Linked DNA regions of Pan troglodytes: region 2 is linked to region 1. A link is a contact called in public HiChIP or PLAC-seq data. All regions are on one chromosome and are shown on one strand. Each heading gives the region's core, a stretch centred on a gene start, on an enhancer-like site or on the middle of the called end of the contact. The rest is flanking DNA. Distances are from core to core; before and after follow the strand shown.

Region 1 (7,661 bases), core at 3,075-5,574:
TTAAAGAGATATCTACACACTCACATTCACTGAAGCATTATTCACAACAGACAGGAGAGAAATAATCCAAACATCCATCGACAGATGGATACACAAAATTCAATTTAGAGCTGAACTGAATTTTGAATGAAATATTATTCAGTTTTAAAAAGGAAGTAAATTCTGACATGTGCTACAACATGGATGAGCCTTAAAGGCATTTCACTAAGTGAAATAAGCCAGTCACAAAAAGACAAATATTGTAGGATTCCACTTACATGAGTTACAGAGCTGTCAAATCACACAGACAGAGAGTAGAAGGGCAGGTGCTGAGGGCAGTGGGTGAGGAGGACTTATTGGGTAAAGAGTTTCAGTCAGGGAACATGAAAAAGTTCTGGAGACGGATGGTGATGGTGGTTGTGAATGTACTTAATGCCACAGAACTGTACATTTAAAAAGGATTACGTTGCTAATTTTTGTGTTATGTGTATTTTATGGCAACTTCTAAAATCCTTCAATGGCTAGGCCAGGCAGGTAACAGAAATAAGTTCTGTGGGTATTGGACTTAAGGCACTCTGTGGGGTGAGGGATGGGGATAAAGAGGGCAGGGCCCACCCACTGTGTCAAATACAAAACGTTTTACAATTCTGATCACACTCACGCCCTACTCTCTCAACGAAGGAGACAGATTATGCCTGACTAAGGTTCTTCCTGCTGAAATGTGCTGGCGGAGCTCCTCCCTTGGGCTGCTGGCTGCTCTGCCATTTCCACAGCACATGACATGTGCAGTTCTTCTAGGCCCCTCTGGCTCTGGTTAGATGACGCCTACTCCAGGAGTAGGGACCAGCCCCCATCCCAGAACCTCCAGCACCCAACACAAAACCAGATCCCAGCAGCTGCTCAGCCAGCACCTGTTGAAGGGGGTCCGCTGATGGCTCAGCAGTGTACTGAGGGGGAGAACGGGCAGTAGGAGGAAGATGCAGGCATCACAGATGCCACAGGACTGGGTGATGGCCATGAACTGAAACAGGTCATCTGGGAAGGGGCCATTTGGCAGGAGGCAGCAGTGATCAGGTTTTCGACACGCTGAGTTTGATATGCCAGCGGGACATCAGTGGGAAACAGGACAGGCCCTATGAGAGGTGACAGGTTTGGGGCTGGTCCAGAAATAGGACGGACCCTATGAGAGGTGACAGGCTTGGGGCTGGGAATGATGCACATTAAGGCAACGTTAGCTGAGACTGGGAGAAGAGACGTGGCACTAGGAATGTCCGTTCCAAAGTAGCACCTCCCATACCACAACAGCCTCCCTTCCTTAGCAGACTATAACCCAAAGTTTCAGGTTTCTAAGTAATCATCAAATGTTTAATTAAATTACAGTATTTCTAGAGAAAGTTCTGAAACACTCCAGGGATGAATAGTGAGGACAAAAAGCAATAGTAACACCCTACAACTGTGAATACGTTTAATAAAATCCTCTTTATGTAATCAAGACTTTTTTTTTTTTGAGACAGAGTCTCACTCTCTCACCTATCACCTAGGCTGGAGTGAAGTAGCACAATCTCAGCTTACTGCAACCTCTGCCTCCCAGGTTAAGCAATTCTCCTGCCTCAGCCTCCCAAGTACCTGAGATTACAGGCATGCACCACCACGCCAGGCTAATTTTTGTATTTTTAGTACAGACGGTGTTTCACCATGTTGGCCAGGCTGGTCTTGAACTCCTGACCTCAAATGATCTGCCCACCTCGGCCTCCCAAAGTGCTGAAATTACAGGTGTGAGACACCGCACCTGGCCCATAATCAAATCTTATCATGTCCTATGTTAGTCTAAGAACCATATTCTACATGATCAGATTCACAGGTGGTATATTAAATCTAGAGGCAAAGTTGCTCGTTATTTATTGTCTACCCATTTTAAAAAACCCTTTATGTGCCATGCCCTGTGTCCAGCGCCCCACAAAGCCTGCCTCACAGCCCTGGGTTTCCCTAAGACAGCACCAAGGCCCTGGGAATGTGTGTAAACGAAACTGTCTGAGATTGCAGTCAGTGTGTGGTGGAGCACACAAGAGTCCCTGGCTTCAGTCCCCAAATTGAACGTGCTTTATCACGACTTTAGAGATCCAAAAAACACTCACATACATAGACATACCTTACATAGACATAATTACTGAAGTTACACACCAAGTTCAGGAAGACAAAAGCAAGAGTCCAACTAGAACACAGTACTGAGAGAGCACAGAACCAGGAACAGCCTTGCTCTTGCACAAGGGTGGGAAGAAGAGTTCTTATAATCATGTTCACCATCCCCTCTCCCCAAGGAACAGGTCATCTCCATGTACCTGTGTCCCAGATCTAAACACCAATTTCATTCCACTAGGTTAAGGTGTTTGCCCATGGCTGAGACACCTGCAGGAGAGGAAATGGGGTTTCTGTGGGAACCACTAACACCACAGCGTGAATGTGTTGATCAGGTTCTCCCTGACAGACTCTTTGAGGAAAACAATGTCATCTCAGTCTGTTCTTTAAAGGAGAGACAGGGTGGGATGAGGCTGTAAGGAAGGTAGCGGGTGGGGACTGAGGGGAGGCAGGGGTAGGAAGTAGGGTGCAACACAGGCAAACAGAGAGGTGTGTGGCTCCTGCCGAGGCCACCCTCCAGCAGGTGGAGGCAGGAGTCAGAGAAGAGAATCTGAGGGTAGAGCAGTGTTGTCGGTGGTAGGAGCTACCCTGTCCCCTGGTTGGCTTTCTAGGAGATGGGGATGGCAGGCCACCTCTTGGAAATACAGGGGCCATCTGATGTGGATTGATGGCTGCCTAATCTGTTGGCCAGTTTCTTCAGGTTTTCAGTTCAAGTACACGGAAGGGTCATGAATGCAAATGCCTGCCATGCACGCTGTATCAAAAAATGAAGCACATTAGAAACTTCCACTCATCCTCCTGGTGGGTTTCAGTAGGTTTTTCTCTCCTTGGCAAAAACCGGTGCGTGAACCGCCCGTCAACACCACCTGCTGTTTCCTTTACACAGGAGGCGGTGGGAGGGGAGGCGCTTCCAGATCTCCTGACACAAAGGGCTGCCCACCTCCCTGGTCCTTTACCCGAACCTTCAGGAGGCAGACGACACACACACTAGCCAGCCACTCTCTCCAAGGCAAGGGGAGGGGGACAAAAAGCAATTTTGAGATTTGTACAGTGCTTGCCAGGTCCTTCAAAAATGACTACCGGCCGCCCATGGCTCTTGCACAGCGGGTGGGAGGAAGAGTCCTTGTAATCCACCTCTCCCAAGGAACTCCTGCGCGAGGTTTCAGATTCCTCGCCTGCAGGCTATGGCTGACTTCCCCGTATCCTGTGTGACGTGGGATGTGTGGCTTCGCGCAGGTAAGGCTGGAATACAGGTGCCTGGAGGGACACCCAGAGCTGCCCAGGCACTTCCCGGTGGCTGCTTCCTTTGCACTTTGCACTTACAGGTGCACTTATAATAAAAACACCCTCCCTTCCACGCTCCCCTGGGCCCTCCCATCTCTCCTTCCTCTTCCACGCTCTCCTGGCTGTTGAATGTTTTCCACTGAAGGAGTCTAGTCTGTCCACCTAGGGGGCTCTCCCTCCCTCGGTCCAGGGCATCCGCGGCTCACAGGTCAGCTCGGGCAGAACCGCCCTGACCACCTATGAGCTCCTCGGGACACCACCCCAATGCCAGGGTGAATCGTCCTTACACCCTCAGTCCTGTCCGAGCGGCCTGATCCTACCTGTTTCCCAGAAAGTGCTACGCGAAGCTTCCCCGCCGGGCTCATCCAGGGCGGAGGGGCCTGTCCCTGACGCAGACTGGGGGCGGGTCCGCAAAAGCGGGCTGAATGAATGAACGCAACAGGGCTGGGGCCCCCTGGGGCTAGAGGCCCCTGCTATTTGGCCCGCCCTGTGGCCCAAAACACTGGACTTGCCCCCCACCGGTCAGCGGAGCCCAGACATCCAGTAAGCCCTAATGGAGCCTGGACAGGAAGGCAGCAGGAGGTGCGAGTGACCCACCCGGGGTGCGAGTGACCCCGAAGCCGTCCTCCGGAGCGCAGCGCGCCCGCGTGGGGAGGCCCGCCTGCAGTCGGTGATCCCCGGCCGCCCCCGCCAGCGCCCCGGCCCGCCGCTTACCGTGCACCGCGCGCTCCGCCACACCCACGGAGACGAGTGCCCTTTTCCGGGGAGCAGGCGGCAGCCGGTCTTTTGGGCTCCCCCGCCCCGGCCGGCGCCACCCCGGCCTCCACCCGCGGGATACGACCCCACGATTCCCTAGGGCCTGGGCTCCGCCCCATGCACGTGGCGTCACAGGCTGGGCGGGGCGGGCGCACCCAGCCGCGCAGGCGCAGGCGGGAGAGGAGGTGGGGGTCGGGGGACCCAGTTGCGCAGGCGCGGGCGGAGTATGGGGTCTCAGCTGCGTAGGCGCGGTGGCTGGCTTTTCTTTCTGCGGTGGTCTTGCGGTTTTCTCCAGTCCACAGCCGGGCTGGCGTCGGCCCAGAGAGGGGGGCTCGGCAGTCTGGTTCCCCGAGCGTCTCAGGGCGGGCCCTCGCCAGATTCAAGGGGTTCCCTTGGCCAGTTTCCTCACGGCGCGGCGGAGCTGGCCCTCGTCGTCCCTGGCAGGGGGCAGCCTCACAGCCTGGACCGGCCTGTGCAATTTCCCCCATCCCTCCACGTCTACATTTTATTTTTTTCTTTTTCTTTTTTTAGGACAATGCATGATGGAAATGCAGCCACATCATAGCAGGCAGGTTCATGAAATCTGCCCTCCTCCCACCGTTTCTTGACCCCATTTTCTTTTCTTTTCTTTTTTTTTTTTAACAGGGTCTCACCCAGGCTGGAGTGCAGTGATGTGGTCTCGGCTCACTGCAACCTCTGCCTCCCGGGTTCAAGCGATTCTGTTGCCTCAGCTTCCTGAGTAGCTGGGATTACAGGCGTGCGCCACCACGCCTGGCTAATTTTTGTACCTTTAGTAGAGACGAGGTTTCACCCTGTTGGTCAGGCTGGTCTCGAACTCCTGACCTAAGGTGATCCGCCTGCCTCGGCCTCCCAAAGTGCTGGGTCTACAGGCATAAGCCACCACACCCGGCCCTTGACCCCATTTTCTGTCTTCCTAGAAATCACCAAGGTTGCAACTCCTGACTGTCCTGGCTCACAGGCTCCAGCTTACTTAGGGACCCCACGGTGGGGGCTGCCCACGTGCACACCTGTGCTAGGCGCCCTCATTCCCGCAAGGGCCAGAGCCCCTTCCCGGCCCATGGCGTCTGGCCAAGGAGGTGTGGGTGCGCCCCAGCCAGGCCTGGTCCTAGAGGACGGCCCCACCTGCGCACTGGGGCATCTGGGAGAGCTATTGGTGGAAGAAGCCCAGGTTCCTGAAGCACCAAGTGGGCAAGAGTTTATTTTCAGGATGGGACGCTTTTGAGGGTGAATAAGTGCTAGCTGTATGGGATGCGGGGACAGCATACAGACCAGGCCTGGCAGCCGGGCAATGCGGTGCCTGTTGGAAGGTCGCCCACAAGCACCTGGTTGGACACTGCCACTGAGATTTGGTTATTACAGAGGTTAGCCTATGCGGGCCTTCACTGATGGACCTTGAAGTGTTTCCCAGTTGCTTTGGGTTAGGAATAATGTGACTGGATCCCGTGGACTGTCTTTGTGCATGCATGTGGGTATATCTGTCAGAAATATTCTTAGAGGTGGAATTGGCTATGGTGGGATATGTCCTTTAAAGTAATATATTAGCCAAACATGGCTAAATTGCCCCCCTTAGACACTGTACTAATTTACACTCTGGCAAATAATGTGTAAGACTGTGGGTTTCCACACATCTTCACCAGTGGGGTCTTTCCAAACTTTTGGATCTTTCCCAATCCAATAATGACAAAACTATATCTCACGGTTTTAATTTACACTTCCTAGTATTTTGAGATCCTGTCGTGAAGTGGTGATGGCCCTGTTTCTGCTTGCTGCACTCGGCAACATATGTTATCACTTCCTTTCTTTTCACCACTGTTTACTCTTAGAGTTTCTAGAATTTGTGAAAGTAAAATCTTTTTGCTGGCATGGGCTTTTGTGTGTATTATACACTGCTTGGAAAGGTCTTGCACCACATCTTCCCTTCGTAGATTGTTTCTCAATGTTTAATACTCAGCTCAAATGTCACCTCCTCAGACCATTTTATCTAGAATGGCCTCCTCTAGTTATTCTCTGTCACCTTTTATGTTATTTCCTTCATAGCACTCATCACACTGTAACCACCCAACAGCTTCTTCTTGCCTGTCGCCCAGATAGAGCCAATTTTTCAAGATGGGAATTGCAATAGAGTTCGATACACATAGAGCTGGCTAAACAGGAGAGCAGAGGCTTATTACTCCTCAAATCAGCCTCTCCTCAAATTCGGAGTCTAAGGAATTTTTGGGGGGGTGGTTTGAGACAGTGTCTTGCTTTGTTGTCCAGGCTGGAGTGCAGTGGTGCAGTCTAGGCTCACTGCAACCTCTACCTCCTGTTCAAGCGATTCTCGTGCCTCAGCCTTACAAGTAGCTGGGATTACAAGCGCACACCACCATGCCCAGCTAATTATTTGTATTTTTAGTAGAGACAGGGTTTCACCGTGTTGGCCAGGCTGGTCTCAAACTCCTGCTCTCAAGTGATTTGCCCTCCTTGGCCTCCCAAAGTGCTGGGATTGTGCCAGTCTGGAGGCTAGGGTTTTTAAAAGATAGTTTAGCAGTCAGGGGGCTAGGGAATGGTGAGTGCTGATTGGTTGGGTTAGGGATGAAATCCTGAAGAGATGAAGCTTTCGTCTTGCTCTGGGTTAGTTCCTGGGTTGGGGTCACAAGACCAGATAGCCAGTTTACCAGTCTGGGTGGCTAGTCCATCACAATGTGATGTCTGAAAAATACCTTGAACACCAATCTTATGTTATATAATAGTAATATTATCTATTGGAGCAATTAGGGAGGTTAGGAATCTTGTGGCTTCGGGCTGCATGACTCCTAAGCCATAATTTTTTTTTTTTTTTTTTTTTTTTGAGATGAAGTCTTGCTCTTGTCCCCCAGGCTGGAGTGCAATGGTGCGATCTCGGCTCGCTGCAACCTCTGCCTCCCGGGTTCAAGCAATTATCCTGCCTCAGCCTCCTGAGTAGCTGGGATTACAGGCACCTGCCACCACGCCCGGCTAATTTTTATATTTTTAGTAGAGACAGGGTTTCACCATGTTGGCCAGGCTGGTCTCGAACTACTGACCTCAGGTGATCTGCCCACCCTGGCCTCCCAAAGTGCTGGGATTACAGGCGTGAGCCATCGCGCCCGGCCCATAAATTTTAATCTTGTGGCTAATTTGTTAGTTTCACAAAGGTGGTCTGGTCCCCAAGCAAGAAGGAGGTTTGTTTCAGGGAGGGGCTGTTATATTTGGTTTAAAGTGAAATTATAAACTAAGTTTCTCCACAGATTTGTTTGGCCTATGCCCAGGAATGTGCAAAGGCAGATTGGAGGTTAGAAGATGGAGTCGGTTAGGCCAGCTTTCTTTCACTGTTGTAATTTTCCTATGTCATATTTTTCTTATTGTCATAATTTTTGCAAAGACACAACAACCGTCGTTACTTGTTTGCCGACTTGTTTATTGGTAAATTCTTTGTTCCACTACTGAAATGAAGCTCCATGAGAACAAATAAGTTGGTCTGTGCTGCT
Region 2 (7,661 bases), core at 3,448-5,947, 52 kb before region 1:
GGGAATGGAAGCCCCTGCACCCTCCCTCAGACCTGCCCTCTGCATATCTTCTATCTGGCTGTTCCTGGGTTGTATTCTTTGTAAGTAATTGGTAAACGCAGGTGAAGTGTTTCCCTGAGTTTCATGAGCCATTCTGGCAAATCATCAAACCTGAGGAGGCTGTCGGTCAGAGGTCAGAAGGGAGGTCCTGATGTGCAACTGACATCTGGGGTGGAGAAGTCTTGTGGGACTGAGCCTTTAGCCTGTGGGATCCGAGGCTACATCCAGGTAGACAGCATCAGAACGGAACTGAATTGTAAGATGCTCAGTCAGTGTGGGAAACACCACCCCCCCACCCCCCGAGAGGGACATCCACGTTACTATCTAGGCACAACAGCCAAGTTGACACATAAAACCAGCCACCACAGCCTGCAAGGGCAGAGGCCAGGCTGTCTTCTGCAGAAAATGAAGGCACACACTGTAGGCTTCTCCATCTGCTAAAATGACAGCTGGGGCCTACCTTCCAAGTGGCTAGCTGTCAGCAACACAAAACAGCACCCACCATCAGCTACTGGTCAGAGAAAATGACTTTGAGCGATCTGCTGTCAGGGAAGCCTGCCCAGGAGATGCAAGCTCAACTTCACACATAAAAGTGGAAATACATCAGAAAAATTGGGAGTGTTAGGATTCCGGAGGCTGGTACCACAACTGACTAATTAAAACAAATCCCAGAAGTGGGGATCACAGAGCAGAAGGGTCTGCAAAACACTTCTCTAGATCATCTTTCTTTAACTCCTGGGTCCAGCCAAACCAAAAGATTAATCGTATTTCATTGTGTTTATCTCATTAGGAATATTTAGGACAGCAGTGTGGGCCCCAAGGTAGAGCTGCTTTTCCTTAATCTGTGTTGTAGTCATGCCAGGAGCTTATGGGAAGAGTCTCAAAAACTGATTGTTACATCCACTGCAGGGGTGCTGCAGGTCAGTGGCTCCGCACATCGACAACACTGCTTCACAAAGGCCCACAGAATAAACCGTGCAACTGTCCTTTCAGGATGTTATAGAAGGGATCCCGTGACTCTCATAACTGGGCATGGGCTGCTTTCATTGCCAGGATCCTGGTCTGTGTTTTGTGTCCTGACCCTCACTGTCCCACCCCAACCCTCACTCTGAGGCCTTCTAATGCGAACCTTTTGTGCTGTATCTAGCATAAGCACCCTCAAATTCTCTCTGGATAGAGATGGAATGTCAATTCAACATGAAATAGAAACATTTTAACTCTAACATTTCAGAATGGCAACAGATTTCGGAAACATCACCAGCTTGATTCCCCTCATTTTAAAGATGAGAAAACTGAGGCCAATAATGGCAAAGAAATCCGCCCAAGCCCACAGTTGCACAGACTGAATGGAAAGGCCAGGATGAAAAGGAGCGTGGAATCACGCACACCCTTTCTTCTCCATGCAGCGCAATCCCAGGCTCTGCAGTTTCAGGTTGGACTCTTCTTGCCACCTTGCCACCACTTCAGAGAATCCATTAAATGTCTTCATGACCAACCGCCACCTCTTGCCAAGCACAAAGCTCTCCATGTTAGCCAGATGTTTTGACGTGCTGATTTGCCAAGCATGGCAAAGCTTGACAAATCTTCCTCCGAACACCCCAACTTCTACTCTTTCTGCTATGTACCACAAATAAAGTGCTACGAGTTATGAAACAATAGGTTCAGTATAATGCTATTTTATGTATTAAAAACAAGTTTCTGCCAATACGGAAAAAACAATGTAGAACACAAAATATTTACAGCACAAAGTGGGCAACAGAAGTGGGTTACAGGATTACAGTTAATTTTTTTCCTTCTGGCTTATCTATATTTTCTAATTTTTCCTCCAGTAATAATTTTTCCTTCAGGACTTGCATAATTTAAAAAAAGACAAAAATAACAATAAAAGCGTTCTATTTAGGAGCTCTAGAGCGTCACATTACCGCAGTCTGCAGTGTGCCGGTGAATGTCTGAGGTCATTTCTGGCTGAGGGGGAGGCACAGCAGTTATTTTCTTGGGAGCACACCTCCTCTCATTGGCTCTGGTGGGAATGGTTGCTGGTCCATCACCAGCAAGCATGTAACTTTTCCAAAGAAAGGATTGCAAGCTTATTTTCATCATGAATTAGCGAAAAGAAGCAGTTAAATCCCAATTTTCCATGTCCTTCCTATTCAGAATAGGCACACAGCTTATTTACAGACTGTGAGATCTAAAAGTTTACAACTTTACGACTTACAGACTGTGCGGTTTAAGAGAAAGGTTTCCACCCAGAGCCACCACAGTAGACAATCAAAAGAGATCTCACGGAGGATCAAAAAACCTGTTTTGTTGCAGGGACTATCTTGTTCATGAAGGTCATTTCCGTAATCCCTGAGCCCATCGCTGGCCTCTCCAGGATCTGATTATACATAAATACTCCAATGGGCACCCTAAGGTGTAGAGCTGAGTCCTGGTCCAGCTCCAAGGAAATGCCCTTGAATGTGAAGGCAGAGCTATGTCCTTGCCATCCGCCACTTAGACAATAAAAATGATGTTGCGGGTCGGGTGCGTTGGCTCACGCCTGTAACTCCTGCACTTTGGGAGGCCGAGGCGGGCGGATCACGAGGTCAGGAGTTTGAGACCAGCCTGGCCAACATGGTGAAACCCCGTCTCTACTAAAGATACAAAAAATTAGCCGGGCGTGGTGGTAGGCGCCTGTAATCCCAGCTACTCGGGAGGCTAAGGCAGGAGAATTGCTTGAACCCGGAAGGCGGAGGTTGCACTGAGCCGAGATCGCGCCACTGCACTCTAGCTTCACGCTACAGGGCAAGACTCAGAATTTAAAAAAAAAAAAAAAAAAAAAAAAAAAATGGTGCTGTGCATCAGAACTCTCCCAACAGCAGGGAATTCTGGGGGAGCCACTGCTTCTTGGCTGCTTTTCCTGGCAAAGTCATCCCAAGCCCTTGTTATAACCTGTTTTGGCCATTCGTTGCCACTTCTTTCTATGTTTTGCATACCAAATATGAAGAGCCCCAGTTGGTATTCTAACAAATCTGTCCCTTTCACCATCTCTATTTTAGAAAAAAGAATGTCCCAGAATAAGTTTGGAAAAGCAATCAATCTCTTAGCAATTACCGTATTAAACATATCTTAATGCCCTACAAAAATATTCTAAAATAATCCATAAAGCAAGTGCTCACTGCCTAGATGTACACTGCAAGTAAAATCTTTGCCAAGTGGCTTCAGGTCTGGAAGTGTGTCTTCCTCACCAGTTCTCCCTCTACGTTAGTGTAGTAGAAAGACAATTCTCCATGGTCAAGAGTTTAAAAGCAAACGACAACAACAAAAAACTGGCAACAGGGGGCTGTGCAAGACTACCATGTACCTATCAAACTGAAAACTACCATCCTATCCATTGATCTGCAAAGCTGTTTATCAGTGAAAAAGTTACAAATGTTTACGAATGAAACAGAAAATCTAAAAAACTGTATGTGCATTACACTTTTTAAAAATGTGTATGTATATTTAGGAATACCAAAAACACAGCAAGAACACAGGCCCATAGTAAACATGGTTAAGAGTAACGGGGACAATCAGTGACTTTAACGTTTCACTACTCAAACAAATTTTTGCAAGACATAAAAAGTAACAATTAGTAAGATGATCTCTGTCAACTTCAACCCAAGCAAATTTCTCCAAGGGAGGTGTGGGAACCTCTGGACAGAGCCTTCTTCGAGGGCTCCATCTCCATCTCTGAGCTTCATACCCCTCCCTGCGTGAAGCAGGCATCTTCAGTGATTTTCTTCTAAGCAGCGTACACAAAAAAAAGTCTCACAATTCCCTGCAGATTACCGAGCTCACCCCATTCCAACCCACAAGGCTGCCCAGGCCTGGTTCCAGTCCCATTTTCTCCCACAGGCTGCTGCAGGAAAACAAAGAGTGGCTGGAGGCAGGGGCGGGGAGCACGGGCTCTGCAGCCAGCGCGGAAGCGCACGGCCAGAAAGAGACCAGGAACGTCCGCCAGGCTCCCGGGCTCAGCATCATCTGCGGGGGACGGCGGACCCCGCCAGGCGCGGGCTCCCAGTGGGGCGGACCCGTGGCCGCGGCCCTGCGCAGGGGACGCCCGGCCCCCGCCGACTGCGGCTTCCAGGCGACTCCCCAGTCGGCTGTGCCTGGCCGCCGGCCGGCTAGGGGCGCGGGTAACGCCCGACGGGCCGCCCCGCAGAGACCCCCGCTGGCGCGGCTCCGGGACCGGCGCCCTCTCAGCGGGCCCGGGCGCACAGGGCGGGGCAGCGCCTCACCTTGGGGTCGCGCTCGTAGTAGTGCTGCTGCGTGCGGATCCAGCGGCCCACGAGGTGGTCGCGCACCGTGTGCGCCAGCGCGAAGAAGTAGTCGCGGGGCGTGGCCACATTGCGGTCCTTGACCAGCGTGAAGTGCAAGTGCCGGTTGAAGCTCTTCCGCACCTCGGCCACGTCGCCTAGCCCCGCCAGGCCGCGCACGCTGATCTGCTTCCGCTTCTCGCTGTCCGTCAGCGGCTTCGCCATCGCGCCGGCGGAGGCGGAGGAAAAGAGATGGAGGAGGAAAGCGGCGGCACACGCGAACGCCGGGATGGTGCAGCTGCTCTGGCGCCGCTGCTCTGGCGCCCGGCACTGCGGCTCTGCGGGCGGGATGGGCCGCGCCTGCGCGCCGCGCCGGGGCGGGGCCTCGGGAGGGCGGGGCGGGCGTCCAGGCTCATAGCTGAGATCGCTGGTGTAGTCCGAGGCGGCAGCTACCTGTCCACGCCACCTGAGAGTGGTGTTTGCCCCCTCGTTGGGCAAGCCCGGCAGAAAGTGGGAGCGACTGGAGGGGGCAAGGGACCCGGGGCCTCGGAGCGTGCCGTCGTGGCCGCGCCTGCCAGCCCGGGGACGGTGCGGGAAGGGGGCCCTGCCCTCCGGCCCTCGGGTTCCTGGAACCTGCCCTCCCGCCCTGCACCGGGTCACCAGGTGCCCCGCGGGAGCGCGCTGGGCTCGGGCTGTGGCCGAGACCTGGTACACGTTCGGGGAAACTGATTACAGCTTGAAAGGCATCCACCAACGCCTGCTGGGCCCGGTCTTCTCTGTCCGGGGCAGGGCGGCTCTGAAAATACCAGCTACTTGCTTGCCACTCCAGGCCGATGACAGACGTGGAGAAAACCAGCTGCCAGCGAGCTGGAGACGCCCGTTCCCGAGGGCGCGAGGCAGCCACAGCCAAGTGCCACCACGACCCCGCCTCGGAGGGACCGCAGCCCCCTAGCCCTCGGAGAAACCCTGTTCCCGAAACCACCCGGCAGACGCTGTCCGCTTTGAGATTACAGCAGGGAGAAGGAAACATGCCCGTCTGGCCGGGGAGCTCAGCCACTAACCGAGACTTAGCCTCTGTCATCCCAATCCAGGCTGCAGCTCCAGCTAGGGGGCGTCTGCACACAGCTTCCCGCACTTGGCCCCGCGGAACACAGTCCTGCTGGCCTCAGCCTGTGGGAACCCTGCTTCATGTAAAGGTCACCTAAACTCTGCCTTCCCTCAACCCCTTCAAACTCTGCCTTTCCCTTCGTTCTTGGGAGGCGCTCCCTCATTGCAGTGGGTCAGTACACCCGATTTTGTGGGACCACAGGTTTGCTCCTGGTGGTCTTGGGCTGAAGGGGCTGCAAAGGTTACTGAATTTCATGGAGGTAAAAATTGCCCGCAGGAGATGTCATGAAAGTCCAGGTGCAGTAGGTTTCCTGGTGTGATGCTTCAAAGTTATCTTCTTACCTGGAGCCCCTTCCAGCTGCAGACTTCAGAGGTCGGAGGTTAATCAATCTGGAATGACCCCACAGCCCACCCAGCTCCAGCTCGGGATTCACTCCTGCACTATGTCCTAGGGATTCTGGAGCCAACAAGATCGAACTTCGGGCACAGATGGCAGGGCTGTGGGGTCCAGCTTGGCTGCAAGCTCCGAACACTGATGCAATCTCTCTGAGGGTGATCTGGCAATTCAGAAGTCATAAAAATGATAGTGCCCTATGACCACTTCTACCACTCTGGGGAATTGAGTTCAAGGAAAGCTTAAGAAGACAAAAAGCAAGTTATGCAAATATGTTTTCTGCTGTGGTGTGGTAAAGTTTAATCCCCCAGCTGTGGTGCACACCTGGCAAAGAATGGAGGCGCTGACACTTATTGATCATTACTTGCAGTGTACACGTATTAACTCCTGATCCCTGCAAATAGCCTGCTATTACCCCCGCTTGACAATGGAGAAGGTGAGCCACAGAGAAGTTAACTCTTCCCTAAGCCCACACAGCTAATAAGGGAAACAGCCAAGGTTCACCCCAGCCAAGCCCTGCTCCACTGCACAAGCCCAGAAAAATGTATCTGTGCTCAAAGTTAATATCATAAACCATTGTGCTGCTAAAAGGAATGACTGTTTTAATAGCTAGCTAGGAAGGTGTGATTGATGACACAATACTGATAAATGAAACACAAAAATAAGGATGTAATGCAGAAATGACAGTAATGATTTGAATATTACTTTCATTTAGTCAATTTAAATTTAAATTAAATAACCACATGTGGCTAGGGACTACTGTGTTAGAAACACAGGTGTATATCCAAACCTAAACATTGGTTATTTCTGAATGGAAGAATTATCAGGGGGGTTTTCTTATTTTCTCCATACATTTTGTATTTCCTGTTTTTTCCACAATATTTCTTTTGTAAGTGGAGTAAGTTTTAGTAAGAAAAACTAGAGGCCACAGACTTCACTAATGGTTGCTGATTTAAGGCCTATATATTCTCTTACTGGATTGACTTTTAATTCTTTGTTACTCTGCTTAAATAAATTTTAAGTCCTTTCTTTCATAGCTACACTTTATTAAATTTTCCATGATCCTGACAAAAATTCTTTGACCAAACTCTAGTCAGGCTTCTGAGCCTTCTAGGGCCATCATACACTTCCCTGTGACATCTGTTTTAGCAATCCCTGCTTTGTCAATTTAGCAGGATTCCCTGCCCCTGATATCTGATCCCCCTTGGTGACATCTGATCAGGCTCCCCATGCTCCACCATCCCCCATGCTGTCCAATCACCCTGGCCTGCCTTCAACAGGAATCCTATGAGGTGGTTTAGACACAATCACCTGGACCCCTGAAGTGTCCTCTTAGTAACTGTCCATCCACTGACCCCTCCCCCAGTCCTTGGCTATAAATGCCCACTTGCCCATGCTGTTTTCGGAGTTGAGCCCAATCTCTCTCCCCTGCTGCAAGATCCCGTTGCAGTGGTCCCTGTACCTATCATGATGGTTGTGAATAAAGTCTTTGGTACCATGCTTTAACAAATGCTATTGATTTTTTTTTTCTTTAACAGTTATCTTACCCAAATGTCATTTCCTCTTCCTGGGAGCCGCCATGGTCCTTCCCCTCTCCTGCAGCACTTAGTCCAATACTGAATCTTCATGATGTGACTCTTCATAATGCGCATGGTTGACGCAGGAAGGAGCCCTCTCACCATCATGTCTCCTCACCTCCTCTGGCCGCTAATATTGCTGAAGTGGCTAAATGAGTCCCAGTATTAATTATCTCAGCCATTTTCAGGTAATTTATTTATTTATTTATTATTAATGTTTTTGAGATGGAGTCTTGCTCTGTCACCCAGGCTGGAGTGCAGTGGTGC

Evidence for each region. HiChIP or PLAC-seq counts read pairs in DNA pulled down with a chosen protein or histone mark.
Region 2: an H3K4me3 HiChIP or PLAC-seq map of stem cell-derived excitatory neurons shows a contact between it and region 1, with 8 times the contacts expected there. The contact joins the promoter of PYGB here to the promoter of ENTPD6 in region 1. A contact is called at or near these places in 2 of 7 Hi-C or Micro-C datasets (blood and stem cell-derived neural progenitor cells) and 1 of 1 datasets of contacts at active chromatin or transcription factors (stem cell-derived excitatory neurons).

What each region holds. Positions count from the first base shown.
Region 1 is chr21:31,725,023-31,732,683 of NHGRI_mPanTro3-v2.0_pri, reverse strand. It overlaps ENTPD6 (ectonucleoside triphosphate diphosphohydrolase 6), which reads right to left and starts at 4,324. Exons shown (of 14, transcript XM_063802628.1): 1 at 4,114-4,324. LOC107969977 (a long non-coding RNA gene) reads left to right here and starts at 4,359. Exons shown (of 4, transcript XR_010154089.1): 1 at 4,359-7,661.
Region 2 is chr21:31,777,516-31,785,176 of NHGRI_mPanTro3-v2.0_pri, reverse strand. PYGB (glycogen phosphorylase B) reads right to left here and starts at 4,697. Exons shown (of 20, transcript XM_016937584.3): 1 at 4,299-4,697. The coding sequence starts at 4,541.